Linked DNA regions of Sus scrofa: region 2 is linked to region 1. A link is a contact called in public HiChIP or PLAC-seq data. All regions are on one chromosome and are shown on one strand. The core of a region is the stretch at or near the end of the contact, and the rest is flanking DNA. Distances in the headings are between cores, read along the strand shown.

The links. HiChIP or PLAC-seq counts read pairs in DNA pulled down with a chosen protein or histone mark.
Region 2: a contact with region 1 is called in an H3K27ac HiChIP or PLAC-seq map of skeletal muscle. The contact joins two enhancer-like sites. A contact is called at or near these places in 2 of 2 datasets of contacts at active chromatin or transcription factors (alveolar macrophages and skeletal muscle).

The regions. Positions count from the first base shown.
Region 1 is chr7:48,943,671-48,949,259 of Sscrofa11.1, forward strand. No RefSeq gene overlaps it. Among named protein-coding and RNA genes, the nearest start is that of ZFAND6, 21 kb to the right of the region's middle. Within about 2 kb of position 3,166, at least 61 of the 83 cell types and tissues checked have an H3K27ac peak or open chromatin away from gene starts, as enhancers often do. A contact at or near this core is called in skeletal muscle, where this site is marked.
Region 2 is chr7:49,027,309-49,032,897 of Sscrofa11.1, forward strand. It overlaps ZFAND6 (AN1-type zinc finger protein 6), which reads left to right. Exons shown (of 6, transcript XM_021098857.1): 5 at 3,989-4,102. Among named protein-coding and RNA genes, the nearest start is that of FAH, 18 kb to the right of the region's middle. Within about 2 kb of position 3,198, at least 1 of the 83 cell types and tissues checked has an H3K27ac peak or open chromatin away from gene starts, as enhancers often do. A contact at or near this core is called in skeletal muscle, where this site is marked.

The DNA of each region.
Region 1 (5,589 bases), core at 1,916-4,415:
AAACGAATCCAACTAGGAACCATGAGGTTGCAGGTTCCATCCCTGGCCTTGCCCAGTAGGTTAAGGATCCCGAGTTACCATGAGCTGTGGTATAGGCTGCAGACAAGGCTCAGATCCCAAGTTGCTGTGGCTGTGGTGTAGGCCGAGCTATAGCTCTGATTACACCCTAGCCTGGGAACCTCCACATGCCATGGGTACGGCTCTAAAAAGACAAAAAAAAATTATTATTGTCTTAGGCCAGTGATAGTGTGGAGCTTATTTCTTAGAGTAGTTAGTATTATCCTAACTTTTACAGTGGCAAAAAAAAAAAAAAAAAAAAGAGAATTTAAAATTTCCACTTCATCGCCTTCACAGGTATCTCAAACTCAGCAGGCCTTTATCCAGCACCTCCAAACTTGCTCTCTTTTGTGTTCAGTCTCCCCAGTCCTCAGTAAGAACCCTAGATGTCATCTTGCATTCCTCTCTCGCTGCTTCCCTCCTGAAATTCAACCAGAGACCAAATCCTGCGGATTCTCTCCTGTCAGGTCTTTCCTCAGCTTCCCCACTTGTACTGCCTTGGCTATTCACTGATTCTCATCTCTTTCCTGTCCTGACTATTGGGTCATTCTCCTAATTGGTCCCTGCCTTCACTCTGCCTCAGCTCCAGTTCATCCATCCATCCAACCATTCCTCCATCCATCCATTCCTCCATCAATCCACCCACCCATCCATCCATCCATCTTCTGCCCACCCAATCACCCATTCATCTATCCATTCAGTTTGTATTTATTAAATCTATTATCCTGTGCTAGATACTGTAAATACTCTAATAAGTAAGTCTCTGACAGAGGTGATTGAGAGAACCAACCCTAATGAAGTATTCCCACTAATAAATAGATGATTATAGGTTCTATGAAAGAAAATGACAAGCTGTTATGAGGCATCACAATAGGGCCTTAAACTGGTCAAGGCACCAAGGAAGTCTTCTCCAGGGAGATGACCTTCAAGCTGAGGTCTAAAGGATGGAGGAGATAAACTGGCAATGGTGGAGGCTGAGGGGAGTGGGACCAAGATCTTCCAAACAGAGGGAACGATGAGTGTGAAGGGTCTGAGGCAGGGAGGAGCAAGACATATTTGGGAACCTACGAGTTCAATGTGGCACAGGAACCAGTCTTTTTTAATCCTCATGTTCCCAAGACCTAGCAGAGTACCTGGCACATAAAAGGGTTTCGACAGTTTTCAAATGAGCCAATGAATGACTGAATAAGCAAAGGGGTGGGTAAAATGGGGCAGAAGGACAAGATATGAAGCTGTAATTCATGGCACAGCGAATAACCAATAAAGAGAACAGCAGCCTCCTCGCCAGTCTCCCTACTCCAGGTTTGCCCACCTCCAAGCCCTACTACACCCGATGGCCACAGGTGTTTACACCCATCTTAGCACTTAGCACACTGTATATAGTTGACTGGTGATTGTCTTCCTCCTCCCCAGTAACAAGCTCCACAGGAACTTGTCTTGTTTACCTGTACAGCCCAGAACCCAGTCCACAGCCTGCACAGAGGAAGCACTGCATATAAACACTTAATGAGTTGGTAAGCACAGGAGGCAAACACCAAGCATCAAAGTCAGTGGGGGCAGGAGAGGGTGGAGTTGGTTGTGAGTAAAACATGAGTCAACTGCCAGCCTCAGTTGGCACGGAAGAGGCTGAAAGCCAAGTGGGGCATACATACGCCAGTGGCATTTAAGAGTCACATCTGGAGACAAGCCCAGAACCAGCACAGGTGAGCAAGAATGCAGGTGCAAGAGGCACCAGAAGTCACAGAGTGAGCCCTCATCACCAGGAAGGGCTTCCTTTTGGCTGTTTTAAAGGTTCTGGCTTACACCTGCCAGGTCGTGCCATGCCCTTCAAAAGGAAGCACATACACCTGACACTCCACTGCTTCCCTACTGCTTTATAGCTCTGTGTGTTTGCATGTGTGTCTGTATGCTTCTGGGCTGAGTTCTTCTGGGACAAATGCACCCCCCCCCGGGGGTGGGGCTCCCTTTTCTACTAACCTCTGCCTCCTGCCAAAGCCCAGTGACCTCTTAGTAGGATCCAGTAGGTGTGCGTTGGAGGAATGAAAGGCCAGTAGAAGACCTGGCAGTCAGACCAGCTGTGGGGGTGGCCCCGAAACAAACAGAACCTTTGCCCAGAAATCTAGCAACAGAAGGCCCCATGGATGACTGTAGGGTTGTTGTCCAAATGCTTCCTGCTTGCCTGCTTAAAACTAGACTTCCTACAGTGTCTATTCCAGTCCTCTCGTTTTGACTTACCGTCTTTCAAAACGATCAGCTTCACCATGTCGTTCTGCCGTTTTGGCTTCTAGTTTCAGCAACAGCTAAATTGCATCTTGGTGCATTTACTGATTAAACATTTGCTGAGTCCCTATCATGTGCTACCTACTCAGTCATCGGACTCGAGATTCTGGAAGAGAATCTGGCGGGAAAGACAGTCAAAGGATAAACATGCACAGTCCAGAGTGATAAGAGACGAAAGTACCCAGGGAACCCTGGGAGCAGAGACCCTGACCAAAATAATGTTTGTTTGTTTTTTTCTGACTTCATTTCCTCATGTATAAGAGTGACGAAGGCATCAGAATTGGAGGAATTTGGGTCAGAGATGCTACTAATTGTTTCCCGCACACCTAAGCTACCTGATCCTTCAGAGCATCTGAGAACAAACACCAAGCCTGCAGCATTCAGGCTTCCAGGGCTCAAGCTCGGGGACTCGGCTGAGGTCAGCAATTACTCACTTTGTCTGTAGCCACCCCTCACTCTCGGCTGCCCAAGGACCTCAATCCTTGCGCCTCATCGCTCTAGTAAAGAGTCCGAGTTTGCCCAGGGCTGGTTCCGTTTTAGCACTGATCCAGGAAGCCCTTCGATCCTGGGGAAACCAGGACAGTTGAGCATCACCCTACAGCCCGTACCCTTTGCTGCACTTGTTGGTCTGCACACGGCCCAGAGCAGCTGTTCTGAGGCTCACAGTGGGAGAGGCGCTAACTGCTGCGCGGAAGGATCTTGGTGTCAGCACCTGCCGCTCTGACCTGGCGCCCTGCCAGCCCCGGCTCGCAGGCTCCAGGCTGTTCAAACCTGCTGCCTGCTGACTCAGCCACACCTCGCCTGCTGAGTCAGTCCTGACAGAGGCAGGAAGGGCAGCTTTGAGTCGAGTGTACTCCGTGGAGCGAGGGCCAATAACGAAAGAGTTAGGACTAGCCTGTGTCTCTCTGGCTTGGCGGGGCTTAGAGGAAGCCCTTGACCAAGGCCACATGCCTCCCTGCTCAAGTCTCCTGCGCTGCCCTTTGGACACAGGACCTCCAGACCCCAGAGCCCACCCTGGGGCCCTCACCCTGGGGCCCCCACGCTGCCTGGAACCTCGCCCTTCCACCCCCCACTCTCCAGGGACTCTTTAGTCAGGCCCCTTGGCAGGTCTCTGACAGCACTATGCCCCCCGGCCACCCTGATGTGGTCTAGCCTTGTTCCTGCCAGCTTCCCATGGCCCAGCGCCAGGGTGTCCGCCTCCTGGGCCCATCTCCAGTGTGTTGGCTGCCCAGTCGCCCACAGTCTGAAGTCTGGCAGCTGCCTGGACGAGGAGCCTAGGTTTTACCCTACACTTCCTCTGGGAAATCTATATGTTGACTTTTCTGAACCTCTGAGCTGGCAGCTCCTGCAGGTTCTGTCCCACCCCACCCAGCTGTACCTTCAGGGTCAGTTACAGTCAGGCAGCTGATGAGGTGAAAACGAGGCACCCGGGGAAGCTAAGCGTCAGTCCTTCCTCTTCTCCTTCCCAATCAACACATTTCCCACCACCTAGCAGCTGAGTCCCTGGAGAGCTGTGAGGCGGTGAAGGGTGCAGCATGAGGTTATTTTAGACTCAGCCTCAGAGCTGGAAGGAACCCTCTGGGTCACAGAGCCTGCCTCCCACCTGTGCGGGAAGCAACCTCGGGCACGATGCAGAGAGGTGGACTTTAGTCTTTGCCTAAATCGGCCTTGATGGGATGTTCACTCCCTTCCCTGTGTCTGGTTGGGCGGTGCCCATGGTTGGGAAGTTTCCCTTCATGGTCCTGTCTTACAAGGAAACCAGCCCTTTCTTGTACCTGCCATATTCCAGTACTGACTCCTAGATGAGCTGAGTGGGCTCCACTGTGTCTGGGGTAAGAGCTCTCCCAAAGGAAGTGCCCTGCCCTAGTTGTATTAATCAGGGGCCCAAGACGTGGCTGGCTCAAATTCAGATAATGTGAGGAAGACTTATGGACAAGGGGACTATTTATGAAGTTATGGGTGGGATATAGAACCACGGGGAGAAAGCACTGAGCTGCCTCAGCAGCAGTGGAGATCTTACTCCAGAGGCCCGAAGGAGTAAGGGAGGAACCTGGACAGAGGCAGTTCTGGACAGGAGGCTGCCCATCAGGACCAACTGGGCCTTTCCAAATACACTCCTCACCCGAGTCCCCTGGTGGTGGGGCCCACGGGCAGGAGCAGGGTCATCAAGTTTCTTGGAGCAACTACCAGTGAGTCCAGACTGGATGACCAGGACCTGCAGAAGAGAGAATCTGGATTTTACCTTCGAATTTACAGGCTGAGTCTGGGGCTGAGACAGAGCAAAATTTGAGGGCTTGGGATTCAGGCAGCTGCTGGTCTGAGCAGGTTGGCTGGGCAAAGTGCACCGACAGCCTGTAAGAGGCCCCGCAAATGGGATGAGTGCATGGGGCCTACTGAAATTGACCTCTGGCTGTGGTCCAGACTTGTGCTGCTCCCCGAGATCTCTCTGCTGCTCCAGACCCAGAATCCATTTCCTTGAGTAATAGACGAACCCTTCCTCTCCCCTCCTGCTCCTTCTGTCTGCCTGCGCTCTTCTGTGTCCCTAGCAGTACAGATGGTGACCCTGCCCTGTCCTAGTGGCTGGCCCTGCTCAACTATGGTGGTGTTTTGGGGCCTAGAACCTTGTTCTGGGGGCGCAGACACTGCCCAGTCTGTGAGTCAACCCAGGGCTTCTCAAACTGTAAGAGGCACAGAAATACTCTGGAGGAGCTTATTAAATTGCCAGCTCTGGGAGTTCCTACTGTGGCTCAGTAGGTTAAGAACCTGAGTATCCATGAGGATGCAGGTTTGATCCCTGGCTTGCTCAGTAGATTATGAATCCGGCGTTGCTGCAAGCTGTGGCGTAGGTTGCAGATGTGACTCGCATCTGGTGTTGTGGCTGTGGCATAAGCTGGCAGCTGCAGCTCCAATTTGACCTGTAGCCCAGGAACTTCTATATGCTGCAGGTGCAGCCCTAAAAAGAAAAGGAAAAAAAAATATATTGGCAACACTGATCCAGTAGGTCCTGGAGGACTCAGGTGATACACTTCTGACCGGCTCTCAGAGGATGCCCATGCTGCCTGTCCACAAGCCCCATTTGTGTAGCAAGGCGTTGACCCAGTGGTTCTCAAACTTTGGTTAGATCAGAATCACTTAGAAAACATGACAAAAGCACAAGGCCAGGGCCCTTTCTCCTCAGTGGGCTGGGTTAGCCCTCCAGGTGAGTCTGACACATACTAGTGTTTGAGAGCCATAGTAACGCGGGATCCAAGC
Region 2 (5,589 bases), core at 1,948-4,447, 84 kb after region 1:
ATGATAATCTATTTTTACTACTTAACATGCCTGCTAGAAAATATAAAGTTAAATATATGATTTTCATTATATTTTTTTAGACTCTGCCACTATGCAGGCTAATTTTTCCCTTGAATTTTTAAAATTTTTTTTCCATTTTGTTGGATTTTCAAGCTGAGAGTAACTTAAAGATCATTTAGTCCTCCTTATTTTGCATGTAAGAAAATGAGGTCCAGAGAAGGGAAATGAATTTTATCTCAATGAGTCATTGTAGAATGTACCTTCATTCACTGTCTGTTGAGCAACCAGCCTCTGTAAGCACTGGATATACAGTGGTGAGCAGAGGTAGTCCCCAACCTCAGAATACTTAGTCTGATCCTTGAATGAGACTTCTCATGACTTTTCGAAGAAAGGCTATGTATTATATTACATAGATAACGTATCTACTGTAAGATGATGTTCGAGGGGTACCTATTAATGTCATCGCATGTTAAATTTTATTTTTCACCTTACATTTGAATATGCCCCCAAACAGAGGTAGTACTAGGTAGCTTTATGTACTCATTGTTAATATTTGTGTACCTTTTCCTTTTTCTTTTTCTTTCTATTTTTCCCCCAGGATCCAGAGCAAGAGGGCCTTGTTCCTCTTGAATGTGGTCCTCAAAGTGGGTAGTTAAACTAATTTTACCTGCCCAGTGATGTTTGAAGTATCTTTAGAAAGTAGTGGCCAGTAGGCTAGTTCTGAGGAAACTGTCCTTATTTTGGCTTTAGGTTCAGTAAGAGTATGATCCCTTTGGCCCTTAGCCGGTTTCTATTGCATGGCCCTTTTAAAAGATTGAATTGGGGAGTTCCCGTCGTGGCGCAGTGGTTAACGAATCCGACTAGGAACCATGAGGTTGCGGGTTCGGTCCCTGCTCTTGCTCAGTGGGTTAACGATCCGGCGTTGCCGTGAGCTGTGGTGTAGGTCGCAGACGCGGCTCGGATCCTGCGTTGCTGTGGCTCTGGCGTAGGCCGGTGGCTGCAGCTCCAATTCGACCCCTAGCCTGGGAACCTCCATATGCCGCGGGAGCGGCCCAAGAAATAGCAACAATAACAACAACAACAACAACAAAAAGACAAAAAAATAAATAAATAAATAAAAGATTGAATTGTTTCCTCTTGCACAACTTAGAGTTTGATAAGGTATGCTTTGATCTTAAATCTCACATAAAAATTGGGGAAATAGGAATAATTTCTGAGAATCACCGACTTTTGCAGCATTAGTATATCTTCTGAATTCCTTTAGAAAATATTTTAATTCAAGCTACCAGCCACTAGTTTTAGGTAAACTGAGGTTCCCTTAATCTGATGGGGATGTAGTGTACATTGGTCAGTCTCAAGTTTGAACTCTAGTTTATGGCTTTAGATTGCCAACTGATCCTTGACTTCAAAAATAATAAATATATTCTTTTCTGATTGCAAATTAACTATTTTTGACCTCTTTACACACAGCCAAACCTTATCTGATAGTGTTCTAGGGGCTGGGCATAAAACAGTAAATAAGACAGGCTTGCTCTCATGGAGCATATATTCTAAGGATATTTATTTATTAAAAAATAAAAAGTTTGGAGTTCTCTTATGGCTTAGCAAGTCAAGGATCCAGTGTTGTTACTGCAGCAGCTTGGGTTCCACTGTGGCACGTGTTCTATCCCTGGCCCAAGAATTCCCACATGCCATGGGTGCAGCTACAAAATTAATAATAACCAAAATTTTTAGGAGGTCCCACTGTGGTTCAGCAGATTAAGAACCTGACTAGTGTCCATGAAGATGCAGGTTCAATCCCTGGCCTCGCCCAGTCGGTTAAGAACACGGTGTTGCTGCAAGCTGCAGCGTAGGTCTCACATGTAGCTCAGATCTGGTGTTATCATGGTTGTGGTGTAGGCCGGCAGCTGCAGCTCCAATTCAGCCCTAGCCTGGGAACTTCCATATGCTGTAGGTGTGGCCATAAAAAGAAAAAAAAAGCTTTATGTATCTATGTTCTGTTATAAAAATAAAATTTATATTTTGGTAGAACTGTCCCCCATCGAGCTTCAAAATGTCTGGGTGGAGTAATCATACTACAGAGTTCTTCATTCATGCATATTTACTTGTTGGTTTGTGGTGTTTTGCCTTTTGTCATATATTGTTAAAATATGAGATAGTGTTAACATAAACAAGTTAGAATCCATTATATCAAATATGATCATCTACTACTATAGTTCACTGTGATAGGTGCTGAAGTTCAAACAGGGGGTAAGATGCTATCCCTCTCCTCAGCAGACTCACAGTGTAGTTGGGGAAATGGGACATATAAATACAACAGGTAAGTAACTCAACACTAGTTCAGTTCAGCAGTTTATTGAGTGCCTGCTATGTGGTAGGAGGCACTGGGGTCTGTATTACTAACAGAGATGAAAAGGACAGATTCCTGCCCTCAAAGAACTCACTATTGAGACCAGGTTAAGTCAAACGGGGATTTATAATAGTGTGGAAAGTGTTGTTGGGGCATAGTAGGGTTTCCTATATTCTAAGTTGTTGAGGACAGAATAGAGTAAGAGTTGATAATAGAAGCTTAAACGAAAAAGACATTTTGGAATTAGCTAGGTAGGGAGGAAGGACAAGAAGGGCATAGCAAACGTATACCACATAGAAAGTTCAACTTTTACAAGAGCCCAGGGGTGAGAGAATTTGGTATAGTCAGGGAAACTGCAGATACTTCAGTATGACTGTAAGGTAGCATGGAATGTCATTGAAGAAATGAAAGACGAGGCTAGAGGATGAGAAAAATCCTTTTATTTTTCCTGGGGCTGATGAGTTGTCAAAGAATTTTAAACATTGGAGGGCACATCTTACAGATTTTCATGTGAGGCGGATGATTCGGATGCAGTATGTGAAGCATGGATTAAAGAAGGGGCTCGTATGAAGTGCCCAGTATTTGGTAGAGACTATGTAAAGGGATTTTAAATATGTAATATTTAATTATATGTATAATTCACTGTGGGTAATCAGAGTGAAAAGCTGCAGGAGAATTGAGATAGGATTTCCTGCGAGAAAGGGTACTTGACCTAGAGAAAATGAGAGGAAGAAAGCCCTTTTGAATTGGTTGTAAACAGTATGAACAGTGTGGTCCCCGGCATAGTCCCAGAGGCTGATTGAGTAGGAGATTCCTAAAGAAGGACTAGTTGGTGATAAAATTGGAAAGGTTAAGAACTTGATCCCCAGCAAGTCACTATTTTAGAACAAGGTGCCATGTCCCCTAGGTCCCATTATAGATTCTAACTCTAGTAACAGCATTTTGGAGAGCCAGGGGTAGTTGTGAAAGGGGTGAGGGGGTGGGGGGATTGGGAGGGATAGGGGTCACATTAGTTAGGATTTAAGGGCAGTAATCTGACCTGAATCTTAGTACAGCTGTCCTTGGTTTCACTACCTAAATCAATTTATTATCTTATTCCTAACATTTTAAAAGGTTTTATAAACATTCTGAGAATTTTGAACATACTTAGTATTCCACTGAATCTTGATTTCAGCCTCTTTTCCCTTGTTCTCTTTGAAATCTACATCATTCTGAGCTCAACAATATTTAGAAGTTTGCATGTAACCATTTTCTTACATACTTCGTTAGAACACCAAAGTAGTATTTGTGTTGTATGTTTTTTTATTGGTCAAGTACATAATTATTAGAAAATGTAGCACTTTCTAGAGACACTATTAAAACATGTTAATATAATTCTAGAATTTCTGTATGTGTGTATACATGTGTACATAACATACATATATACATTTAACAAAAAGGGGTAACATTGTATAAACTACTTTGTAACTTATCTTTCCAGGCTAGTAAATAAATAATGTGATTATCTTTCCATGCTAGTAAATAAATAAATTACTCAGTTACCTTCTGAATAAACAGATGGGGGCAGTGAGTAACAACTATCCAAATATCAAAACCTCATTGAATAATTAAATATTACCATCTTCCTATTTTTGTCAGCTTCAGTATCAGATACGGCACAGCAGCCATCTGAAGAGCAAAGCAAGTCTCTTGAAAAACCAAAACAAAAAAAGAATCGCTGTTTCATGTGCAGGAAGAAAGTGGGACTTACTGGTAAGGGCTTAAATCACATGGTTTAAAGTTAAGATTTTATTTAAGATGAGGCATGACATACTATTCCTGGCTTCAATTAAGATTGTTTCTGTTCCCATGAGAGTTAATACTGGATATACTTCACCTTCTGAATTTTCTTAAATGAAAGTAGCTTTAATCGTATCCCTAGAAGTGAGACAAATAGTTTTTCTTTTAAAAACTCATTTCAGACAAGTTTGAGAGTACTAGACAAGTAAGGTCAGCGTGTCATGCTATAAAAGGGCAGAGGTGTGGCTCCTGACTTGTGAGAGCTGAAATCTTGTGAGAGAGAATATTTAAGTACTTGGTGAGCTGCAAAGTACTTTCTCTATGTAAAATAGTTAGTCATAGGTTCGGAGGGTTCAGAGAGGTCATATATGTGTGGTGATAGCCCTGTGCTGACAGCAGTAATCTATACATGTTGACCACCACAACAGAGCTGTTAGATAATATTGTTAAGAGAGGGAGGAAAAAAATGTTGGCAATACTGCTTGGGCAAAGAACGTACATTTAAGTGAGTCACATTGCTTTGGGAATTCAAGGATGGGCATAATTATGTGGAAGAAGAAGAGCAGAGAGACTCATCAAAGAAAATACCATGAAGGTAGAATGTTTCAGCTGGGTCTTAAAAGATGAGGAAGGACATAACTGATGGAAATAGGGACATTTCAGACAGAAAAAAAAAAAACAGCTTGAACACATGCTCAGAGAAAGGAAAGAATAGGGCATGTTTAGGGATCATTAAATGGGAGATAGAGCACAAAATATGTGAAGATGGGTGTTGGATACCACCATCAGACAGACAGAGCGATAAGGCTAATGATGTGTACTGTGGCCAATTGGTGGAGAACTGTTGCATTTATAAATAGCTACCATTTATTGTTTACTCTGTGCCAGGCATTGTGCTGAATACTTTGTATAAAAAATGGTCATAAGAGCTGAGAAAAGTGATAAGATTTTGAATAAAATTATGTTTTAAGAAAATTTCTCTGTTTAAGGAGTAGATTGGAGATAAAGAGGAAAGGAAATTACAGTCTGATATCAGTGATGTTTAAGATTGGCCCATGCCTGGTGATCATTGTACAACTATAAATGTAATAAAATTCATTGAGTAATAAAAAAAAGAAATATGTATATATTTTTCCCTAAGTATTTTGAGAGTAGTTTAGCTCATCTTCATCTAATCTCTTTTATGACCTATTTTTTTTTCAGATTTTCTAAAATAAATGCGTGTTATTTTTATAATCAACAAAACCATTCATATAAAAAAAAAAGACTGGCTTAAGCCTTGACAAATGTGTTTTTTTAAAGAATACAAACATGAACAAATAAGGCATTTCAAACTCTGTGTATATTTAGTATCAAGTACTGTCTTAAAATCTCAGCAACTTAGGTTTCATGATTAGAAGGCTGTGACATAGTAATTTTCATCTTGTTCCATCTTGTCAGTCTAGTGTTATTCTTGGCTT